Linked DNA regions of Gossypium hirsutum: region 2 is linked to region 1. A link is a contact called in public Hi-C data. All regions are on one chromosome and are shown on one strand. The core of a region is the stretch at or near the end of the contact, and the rest is flanking DNA. Distances in the headings are between cores, read along the strand shown.

Region 1 (5,101 bases), core at 993-3,492:
AATGTTTCTTTGAGTGGGAATGATGATATGGAGATTGCAAGATTAGGGGATGAGAGTATGGAAATGGAAGATGGAATGGATGATGACATGGATATGGAATGTGATGAAGCAGAAGGAGAAGGAGAAGTGTCTGAGTTTAAAAATAAGGTTATAAGTGTGTTGAAGGAAGGAAAATTTGAGGAGCAGAGAGCATCCAAGCTTAGTCAGGAAAGCTTTTTAACCTTACTCTCTATGTTCAACAAGGCTGGCATACACTTCTCCTGATGCAACCATGCTTTTTCTTTTGAAAGGTTTTGTTCATCTTCCTTAGGCAGTAGGGGTATCCAATTTTGTTTTGGCTTATTTGTTTTTACCAGGTTAACTTAATTGAGAATGTATTTATTTTGTTTGTTGGAAAGTATTATTATCTAGCCAAGCTGTACGCATTACATGCATTCATGCTCTTCTATGTGCCACTATTTGACTGGTTATCTCCTATGATGAATATGAGAGCGCAGAAGTAGTATTCAGCTATGTCACCTGTACTTTAGGTGTGAGTGTGTATCCAACATGAATTATCTTGATTGCATGAATATGGGGTCGGAATTTGTGTTTGACATGGGTAAGTTCTAGCTTTATAATTGCCTACAAAATTTGTAGAGATTGTGGTGATGGAGGCAGTTAACCCCAGGTTAAAGCTTCAGTTGAATTTTATACCGTGAACGCAAAAGAGAGTCTATCTTTCAATGGAAGAAGGAAGTGCATATTGAAGGAATTCATTACCAAACACAATGATCCCAACCATGTCCCTGATGAATTAGTTGAATGCTCATCCCAGGATGATGAAGTACCCAAGAAGCCTAATGTCAAGTCTAAAGAAACAAAGATGAATTAGTTAGTACTAATATTTGATTGCTCCATAGAACCCCAAAAGAGGTATGGAATTCTTCTACTTTATTAACTTCTCCAATCTCTGGTGTTATATATGAATCAACCACTTTTAGCGTTGTGTTGGAAAACAGTTACATTTGAAATGATTCGCATAATTTTCTAGTTGTTCTGCATCCGATAAATTTGTTATTTAATTAAAATGTGTTTTGTAATTCTGGGATTCTATAATTTTATTATTACCCTTCAAATCAACCGTGCTTGTGCATGATACATATTGTACGAAGCTCACATAGAATCAGTCAAAACATTGTTCCATTTCTGGGTATGGAACATAGAATCGGTTCTTTTGCATTCAACGGATATTTTACCAAGATGAGGCTCCATACCTGTTGTTAAAGCATTTCCGTAGCCTCCATGCCCCATGCCTGATGTTACAGTAGCAGAAGGGCGTAGCGACTTTTAGAAATAGTCCCATAATTAGCCCCTTTTTCTTACTTTTAATAACTGGTCATTTCTAATTATAAAAAGAGAGGCAATTTCATTAAAAACAAAATGTTTTTTTTTTCTTTTAATTCTTTTATATTATTATCATCGTTCTCAAAATTCCATTATTGTTGGAACCACCTAAAACACCGGTTCGTCCGGACAGAAGAAAGACATTGTTTTTGTTTTGGTAGAATAAGAGAGTAATAGATTAGCAATTAAGAATTATTACAGCATCTTCAACCTTATTCAGTCACTAACTTCATAAGTTCTACCGGTGGTGATCGATATATCTGTAAATCCATTCCATACCTCGTGCTAATGCTGCCATATGATCTGCTACAGCATTATCCTCTCGGTAAACATGCTGGACTTTAATCTCCCATGTCCGACGAAGCATATTTTTTACTCGCACCACTGGCTCATGATGCAATTCCCGATCCTCCCCATTGATCATCTATACAAAAGCAACGTTATTTACTAATATCACCCTTGCCAAACCAGTCCCCCAAGCAGGACGCAAGCCTTCAAGCGCTCCCCACAGCTCAGCTTCTAAAACAGACCATACTCCGATAACTTTAGAAAATCCAACAATACGTCTTCCCTGACATCTCTAATGACGCCACCTGTTGTCACAGCACTTGAACCTATACGTACTGCACCATCAGTGTTGATCTTGTACCGTCCATCAGGCGAATCCCACAATCTATCTTCCCTGACTCCTAAATGGTTTTTGAGTGAATTTTTCAAGATTGGCCGAACTAATTTTATGATTTTTTAATAATTTATCGCTAGGCCCATATGTTTGGGTTTTGAGGGCCTAATTCTGAATAATTTTGGCCTGTTTGTTTTTTTTTTCAAAAATTATAAATAAAATTAAGGAATGGAGAGAGAGTGCGGATGTGAATTACAGTTCAGAGAGCGCACACACTGCCCAGCAAATTTGGTGGAATTCCCGCCAAAGAAAACCCCGTTGAGGACATTTTACCGGCATATCCCGCCATCTTTCACTCTTTATTTTCTTCCCTTATTTCTACTCTTCCGTTTCGAACAGAAAAGTGATCACACTTCACCTTCCAAACTTCCCTCCCACCCGCCTCTCAATTTTTAATCATTAATCGGTAAAAATGGCACCGTCGCGTCGTCAAAGCAATGGCAGATCACCCCTTGTTAATCAACAGAGCCAGATTACTTCCTTCTTCTCCAAGAAAAACTCTTCTTCCCCATCTCCATCGCCTTCTCCTCCTCCTCCTCTTGCCAAACATACCTCTAAACTTAACCCAATCCCTGGCCCTAAACCTAATCCAAGTAGAAGTCCCATCCCTACTACTCCCTCCCCTGGGGAACCCAAGCTCAAAAAGCCTCTCCTTGTCATTGGCCAATCGCTTGCCCCCACTCCCTCTTCTCCCCTCAACATAACGTTTGGCGATGAAGTGGTTGACAAGAGGCTAAGGGTTCACTGGCCCTTGGATAAGGCGTGGTACGAGGGCGTTGTCAAGTCTTTCGATAAGGTCTCGGGTAAGCATTTGATTCAGTATGATGATTCTGAGGAAGAGGAGTTGGATTTGGGGAAGGAGAAGATTGAGTGGGTTGAAGAAACCACGGGAAGGTTTAAGCGGTTGCGGCGAGGGGGTTCTTTGGCTTTTAAGAAAGTGGTGATTGACGATGAGGATGATGACGTGGCGGATAGTGCGAACGAAAAGAGCGACGATGATGATTCTAGTGATGAAGATTGGGGGAAGAACGCCGAGAAGGAAGTGAGCGAGGATGCTGATGAGGAAGATATGGATTTGGAGGATGAGAAAGAGGAGGAAGAAGAACTGGAGGAGGAGGAGGTGGGAATGAAAATATCGAAAAGAAAGGGCGGTGGAAAGACTGAATCAAAGAAACGGAAGGCGAATGGCGTTGCAAAACCGGAGTTCGGTAAAAAGAGTAAGACCAGTGCGAATGGTAGTACTAAGGAAGAGTTTAAGGTGCCTTCGGTGGAACCGGTGAAGAAGATTGAAAGTAAGTAACGGGGTTTTTTGTGTGCCACTCCTTTTTAGTTGGTTGTTTTTGAAACGGGAAATTAGATAACGAAATTCCTTTCTCCTTGAAAAATAAGTATTCCTCTTATATTGAATGTTTTGTTATTTATTTTCCTTAAATTATCACCTCTAAGAGGATTCTTTTTCTTCCTCTTTTTATCAATGTCCCTCTATTTATGTTCTAACTATGTGGTTTATTTGTTATTGGTGCAATTTACATGGAAATTTACTCTGCTCTGGCATATTTTAACTAGTATGTCGTTCAAAATATTGGATATATAGCAGATTATGTTCCTGTCTGTCTTGTTCTTATGTAATTTACCTGAATGGATGGTTTGAGGTCTGAATATGAGCATGTTTTGCTGCAGCTGATAAGGCATCTACTGCTGCTGACAAGGCTTTGGTGGCTGATGAGTTAGAGAGGTTTGGGAAGCGTGAAGCGGAGAAGTTGCACTTCCTTGGACCGTAAATTCTTGCTTCATTCTTTTAATTTTCCTTCTGTAACATTGATTCCATAAAAATATAAGTTTATGGCATCTAGCTTTCTTTAAATTACTATATCTTGAGGATTTGAAAACATGCATCCAGGCTTTCTTTAAATTGCAATATTTTACTAATTCTGCCATCTGGCATCTTGAACTAACTGGTACACCTGCCATCTGAACTATTAGATTACCAATTATTTAGTAAATGTGGGCTTATGGCATTGCCATACAGATAATTTCTTTGGATATTGAGGCATGTTGTTAGTTCTGATGTAAATATCCAATGCCATGTATTTTTATTCTGAATTTTTTTCTTTTTCTTTGTCTTAAAGTGAGGTGCGTAGAGATGCAAATAGGAAGCGTCCTGGAGATGCAAACTACAATCCAAAGACTTTATACTTGCCTCCTGGTTTCTTAAAGAGCCTATCAGGTTGCCAGGTAAGGGGCATTTGATTCTCAAGTACTTTGAGATATCATTTGACATATCATTGTTGTTTAAGCAGATGGGTAAATTTTATGAACTTTTTGAAATGGATGCACATGTTGGGGCAAAAGAACTGAATTTGCAATACATGAGGGTATGGTCCTATCCAAGTTCCTTCAACTCAAAGTCTCAAACTGATTTTATTTATTTTTTTGTGGACTGCCTTTTTTTATCTTATCTTAGGCCATCTTCACAGCCAGGAGAAAGATAGAAAATAAGGCAGAAGCCCCATGTTTATAAACTGTCTCCTTTTTCATGGTCTTATTTTTTTTCACTATTCCTCTTACATTTACTATCGATTTTAGGGGGAACAACCTCACTGTGGATTTCCTGAGAAGAATTTCTCTATGAATGTGGAGAAATTAGCTCGAAAGGTTTGTCTGATGTGCTTTTATTCCAAGTTGTAGTTTCCATGCGTGTTTTGCCATGGTTAGATCTTTTTGATAAGCACAATCTGTTCTATGGAGGAAAGTTTACTTTATTTTATTGACTCAAACAGGGTTATCGAGTTCTTGTAGTAGAGCAAACGGAAACTCCTGAACAACTGGAGCTTCGTCGGAAAGAGAAAGGTGCCAAGGATAAGGTATGTTGTACTATGCATGATACTACAGAAGATTGGCTCTATTTTTATTGGTTTTCCATATTTTACATTTCCCCTAGATTGGCAATTTAATAAGTATGCTTTTCTCCATGCATTTTTTTTGTGTAATATCTAATTGTCATGGTCCTAATAGCATTTGTAAATGTACAAG
Region 2 (5,101 bases), core at 1,448-3,947, 140 kb before region 1:
GATTCTAGGGGCAGGTACCCAAATCCTATGGAAAATTATTCCTCTAGGCTTCATGACTCTTATGGTGAGTTTCAACGTCAGAGGCGTGACGATTTTGGGAAAGCTTACAATCGGTACTAAATCAATATAACAGGCTTGATTAGGTGAGTTATTGCACGCTTTAATGATAATGGGAAATGATTGATTCCATTCATTTCTTTTCTTTCTCAATTCCTTCGTTGTTCTTAATCTTATCTGAATTTCTGGCAAGTGGCAAGTCTCTGCTACATAAGATACTCTTGGGGTGTGGATGGAAAACATTATTCAATTATTTTCATTCTTCGTTGGTACTCAGTTGAAAGAATGTTTGAGGGTTTAGGTTGTTAATTCCGAGTCCTACTTTGGTAGGAAGACAGTTAGTGGAGTTGTATTTGTGGTTATTTTAGATTCTATTTCTTCTTTGAATTACTTTAAAGCTTTGCTCCAAAAATTTTCAGGGTCAATCAGATCTTGGTCGGTTAGGGAGTAAAAGATTGGTGAGCTCAAGTCTAGGTAAGTAAGTTGGTTCTGTATCAGAGTTGAGAAGGGAACACTACTACTACTCTTTTAATGTTTTCATTGCAGTTTGTTCCAAATTCAAGTATTATAATTTGGCTCTGTCCAGAACTTTATTGAAGAATATCAGACGCAGTTTTGGATTTTTAGTTAGAGTAGTAATATTTGGAAATGAACCTTGTCCTGAATGATTGTTGATTTGCATTAAGTAGTGGACTCTACATTTTAAAGGGCGGCATGAGCAAGTTTTCTGTTTTGTGTTTTTGTACTATATTTCTTACTAAACCTTCATATCATTTGAAAAAAAAGGGGGGGGGGTTCACTTGCATCCAATGTGTTATTCATGGACCATTGTACTGTCCATGCTCCAGGTATTTGATAGTTGCCAGGTTTTTATTTATTTCTCTTTCAAGTAAATTTGGTGTCATGGCAATTCTTTTGGTTTGAAGTAGACATCAAACCTGTAAATGTTTGTATGATGGAGCCTTTTTTAGTTCAGAAGCGATTAAGCTATCTACTTGGTTTTAGAACTAGGGTATTGTTGAAGCTGTGGAAAATCAGGTTATTTGCCTAAGTTGGTAATCTGAAAACTTCTTTGGGTTTTAACTATTACGGTTTATTTTCAACTTTTTAAGTTCATCAAGGCATACTTGCCAGTCTAGTCATGTATTTGATGGAATGCTAATAGTTGTAAGAACATTTGGCTGCCAAAAGCTTGGTGTGTTTACTTTCCTTCTGGGCAGTAGATCGGTGCTCTCAGTGGGCATTGGCTATGCTATCCCTTATAAGGTAGAAATTTGCCCGTTTAGAATTCGAATAAAAAAATTACTTTGACTTTTTACTGCTATTGGAATATAAATTAGTACTGTACTGTTGTGCTTATGTTTTTCCTGTTAGTACTTTGTGTGTATCGGTATTGTTATTTTTAAAAATATTTAATGCATTTAAACAATATTTGCAAATATCTAAATAAATTTTAAATATAAAATACTCCCTCACTATATATTATGCGAAATGCTTATCGATTATATTCAATAGATTTCAACATTTGACTTTTTGAACTTTTTGTAGGTTTTTTTTTTTTGGTGAAAAATAAAACAAAATTACATCAACTATTAATAGATTCTAAAAGCCTTGTCCCCGTGAAGAACCATAGACAAAATATCAAGAGGTAGTTCAAAAATCTATAAGGTTGCCTGTCATGTAAGGCTAATTTTTGCCAATTGATTTGCAATTAAGTTGCATTCTCTGAGTACATGCTTGATCTCCCACTGACCTTCAGAATGCATAAGTCGTTGAATCATTTTGGGCGAGGCAATACATGAGTCCACCGACTCCTCTATGGTCAAAGCTTGAACCACCTTTAGGTTATCGGTTTGAATCATAGTTTTCTTGTCTCCCTTATTTACTAAAATAAGGAGTCCGTCAAGAATGCCTCAAAGTTTAGCCTTAAAAGGCGTGCATTTACCAAGATAATGGTTAAAGCCTAATATCCATTTTCCACCTTGATCATGAACCACCTTTTCAGTGGAAGCATTCTCGGAATTTCTAGCCACAACTTTATTAGAAAATAAGTGAACCCAATTTTCATCATAATGAGAGTGGATTGCCAGATTAAGATGGTTAGCCTTGGAACCATTAAGAAAAAGTTCAAATTGTTGCGCCAACTTAAAGAAACTTTGATAATATCATAAGTCGTTCAAGTTGTATTTTGGAAAATGGATAAGTTCATGTTCTTCCAAATTCGCCATGCAATTAATTCGAATAGGCACGACTAAGTAATTCCCCGATCCTGCAACTTAAAATGACAACAAAAATTAATGGAAAACCAAATTTGAAAGGGGTCAGAAAAGAACCTATGTTTTTTCTTAAAGGGAATTACATGCATCTATCCTTTCTTTGCTGTTGAACAGTCTCGAATAACATGTAGAATGTCCTCAGTATCATGACCACATAAAGGACATGCGTTGAAATAACCAATTCCTCTTCTAGTATGCTTCGAATTAATGAGAAGTTTCTGTTTGGATGTAAGCCAAAAAAAAAGACGAACTCTTTGGGGACCTTGGAATTTCCAAACAACCTTTTAACTAACATCTCTGGGGTGCCAAGATTCTTCTTTTAAGGCCCAATAAACACTGTGAACAGAGAAAGATCCTGAGTTAGATTAAGCCCAGATGACACTATCCACTCCACCAGCAGAATGAAGGGGGATACTCACTATACGTTTAATCACATCTTTGAGCAACCAAATACGAAACAAATCTAAGTTCCATGAACCATCAGGTAGGATCCAGTCCCTTACAGTGTTCTCCAAGTCAAGGCTTGCGTGAGCTAAAACTTAAGAAAAGGAGAACCAATTCCTAGAATCCAAGAATCCTCCCAATAGCAAATATCAATGCTAATAAGATTCTCACGAAAGAGGGGCCAAACCTTAAAAAAGGAACACCATAAGTGTGAACATTGACTTCTGATAAGAGAATTCAGAATGTGATCTTTCCATCCATATTTTGAATGAATGACTCTAAGCCATAAAGCATCATTCATAGTGACCAAACTGAATCCAATCTTTATAAGAAATGGATTATTTTGATACTGAATGTGTCAAAATCCAAGTCCTCTTCGAGACATTGGCTGACAGATAGACTCCTAACCCACCAAAGCAATTTTTGGATGTCCCACAGAACCACCCATATAAATTGGCTAGCTATCCTCTCGATCTCATCACATACGCCTTTCGTGATTGACATGGACTACATAAAATAATTTGGAATAGTTAAAAGAACTGATTGAGCCAGAATGACTCTTCCCACAAAGGAAAGTTTCATAGCTTCCCAATTTTGCAATTTGCATCTCACTTTTTCTACCACGAAATTTATAATACTTTTGGTAACCTGTTCATGAAGAAGAGGCACCTCAAATAGATCCCAAGATTAAGAACTTTCTGAATCCCAAATATCTAGCTAATTTGATCACATAACTCTATCTCAACTCCTTTGGAGAAATACATGTTGCTCTTCTTTCAGTTAATTTTGTGCCCCGAAAAACCATAGAAGTGCTTCAGAATTCCTTTTAACAAATAAGCTTGCTTCACCTCTACTTTGCTAAAAATGACTAGATCATTTGTAAAAAAATAATAATAATAAGATAATGCGGATCTCGATCTTGATAATTGAATTGGATTCCATTTACCAGCATCAATTTTTGCACGAACAATGTGACATAACCATTCCATACAAAGAACGAAAAGATATTACAATAGTGGACATCTTTGTCTAATCCGTCTCACAGACTTAAATTTTTTAGTATGAACTTCATTACATAATATTTGCATAAAAGAAGAAGAAAAAATGGCGTCCATAATCACTTTCCTAAGGAACTCGGGAATCCTAGCTGTTAACAGATACGTATCAATAAATTCCCAACTAACTCTATCGTAGGCCTTCTTCAAATCCAGCTTGATCGCCATTCAATTCTTACCAATTCTCTTACTACGCATAGAATGAATGACTTCTTGCACAATGATAACATTATCAGAAGTATTACGACCAACATTAAACTCAACTTGCTCCTGTGAAATGAAATTCGGAAAAACTACTTCAAATCTATTAGCAACCATTTTCATCACTAATTTATACATTACCGAGCAAAGATTGATAGGCCGAAACTGATTAAAATCCTTTGGTCTATCTTTTTTCAAAATAGGCACAATCAAAGTATTATTCAACTCTGCCTCGATTTTATTACTAGCAATGATTCCTAGACTTCGAAAGAAGTTCGCTTGAACCTATCGCTTCTCCAAACCAAAGCGAAGTCATGTCAAAAAGGGCATTTTTTATCTCTTCATTTGAAATTGGCTTTTCTAAAAAAAAAAATCCTAATTCTTAAGGCAAGTAAAGATATTGGAGGGAAGGTCTATCATGGGAGTAGGGATTTCTCTATAGATTTTCTTAAAGAACCTTACAGCCACATTTTTAAGAATATTCTGGTCAGAACACCACTCTCCATTAACGATAGTAAAGCCATGATACGATTGAATTTCCTCCTTTAAATAGTACGACTATAAAAAACCTTAGTGTTATGATTCCCAAGCTAGAGCTAATCACACTAAGCCTTTTGCCTCTACAGTAATTCCTCATGGTTAAGCACATTTTCTAATTCATCCCAAACATCCATTTGATTATTGACTAACCAACTACAGGGCAAACGATCCATAGCCTTTTGGATATTTGCAAGTGCCCTTATAAGCTGTCTTTTGCAAGTACCTAAAAAACCATAGACAAGATTGTTTCATTCTTTGACATGTGAGGTAAAATCAGTAAGAGAGTCAGCCATATTACCTAAATAACTCCACTTATTCTTGACCAAATCAGGAAAATTGGCATGTTTTGTTCATCCTACAAGACAGTGCGAAAAATATCCAAATTGGTTTTGAGGAGAATGGGCATGTGATCTGGATTGATGCGCAAAAACTAGTTTGATGCGCAAAAGGTGATATACAAGACAGTGCGAAAAATATGATATCCAAGTGTCATTGGCAAGCGCTCAATCCAACCTTTCATACGTATTG

The links. Hi-C and Micro-C count contacts between places; a contact is called where the count stands out from the background.
Region 2: a Hi-C map of leaf shows a contact between it and region 1, with 2.0 times the contacts expected there. The contact joins the enhancer-like site here to the promoter of LOC107909991 in region 1. A contact is called at or near these places in 2 of 34 Hi-C or Micro-C datasets (both in leaf).

The regions. Positions count from the first base shown.
Region 1 is chrA07:27,257,335-27,262,435 of Gossypium_hirsutum_v2.1, reverse strand. It overlaps LOC107909991 (DNA mismatch repair protein MSH6), which reads left to right and starts at 2,242. Exons shown (of 20, transcript XM_041117870.1): 1 at 2,242-3,360; 2 at 3,749-3,845; 3 at 4,198-4,303; 4 at 4,369-4,443; 5 at 4,655-4,723; 6 at 4,849-4,932. The coding sequence starts at 2,481. LOC107909992 (ribosomal RNA small subunit methyltransferase) reads left to right here. Exons shown (of 3, transcript XM_016837722.2): 3 at 1-513. The coding sequence ends at 264.
Region 2 is chrA07:27,398,592-27,403,692 of Gossypium_hirsutum_v2.1, reverse strand. It overlaps LOC107910004. Among protein-coding and RNA genes, the nearest start is that of LOC107910007, 18 kb to the left of the region's middle. Within about 2 kb of position 2,697, at least 4 of the 9 cell types and tissues checked have an H3K27ac peak or open chromatin away from gene starts, as enhancers often do. A contact at or near this core is called in leaf, where this site is marked.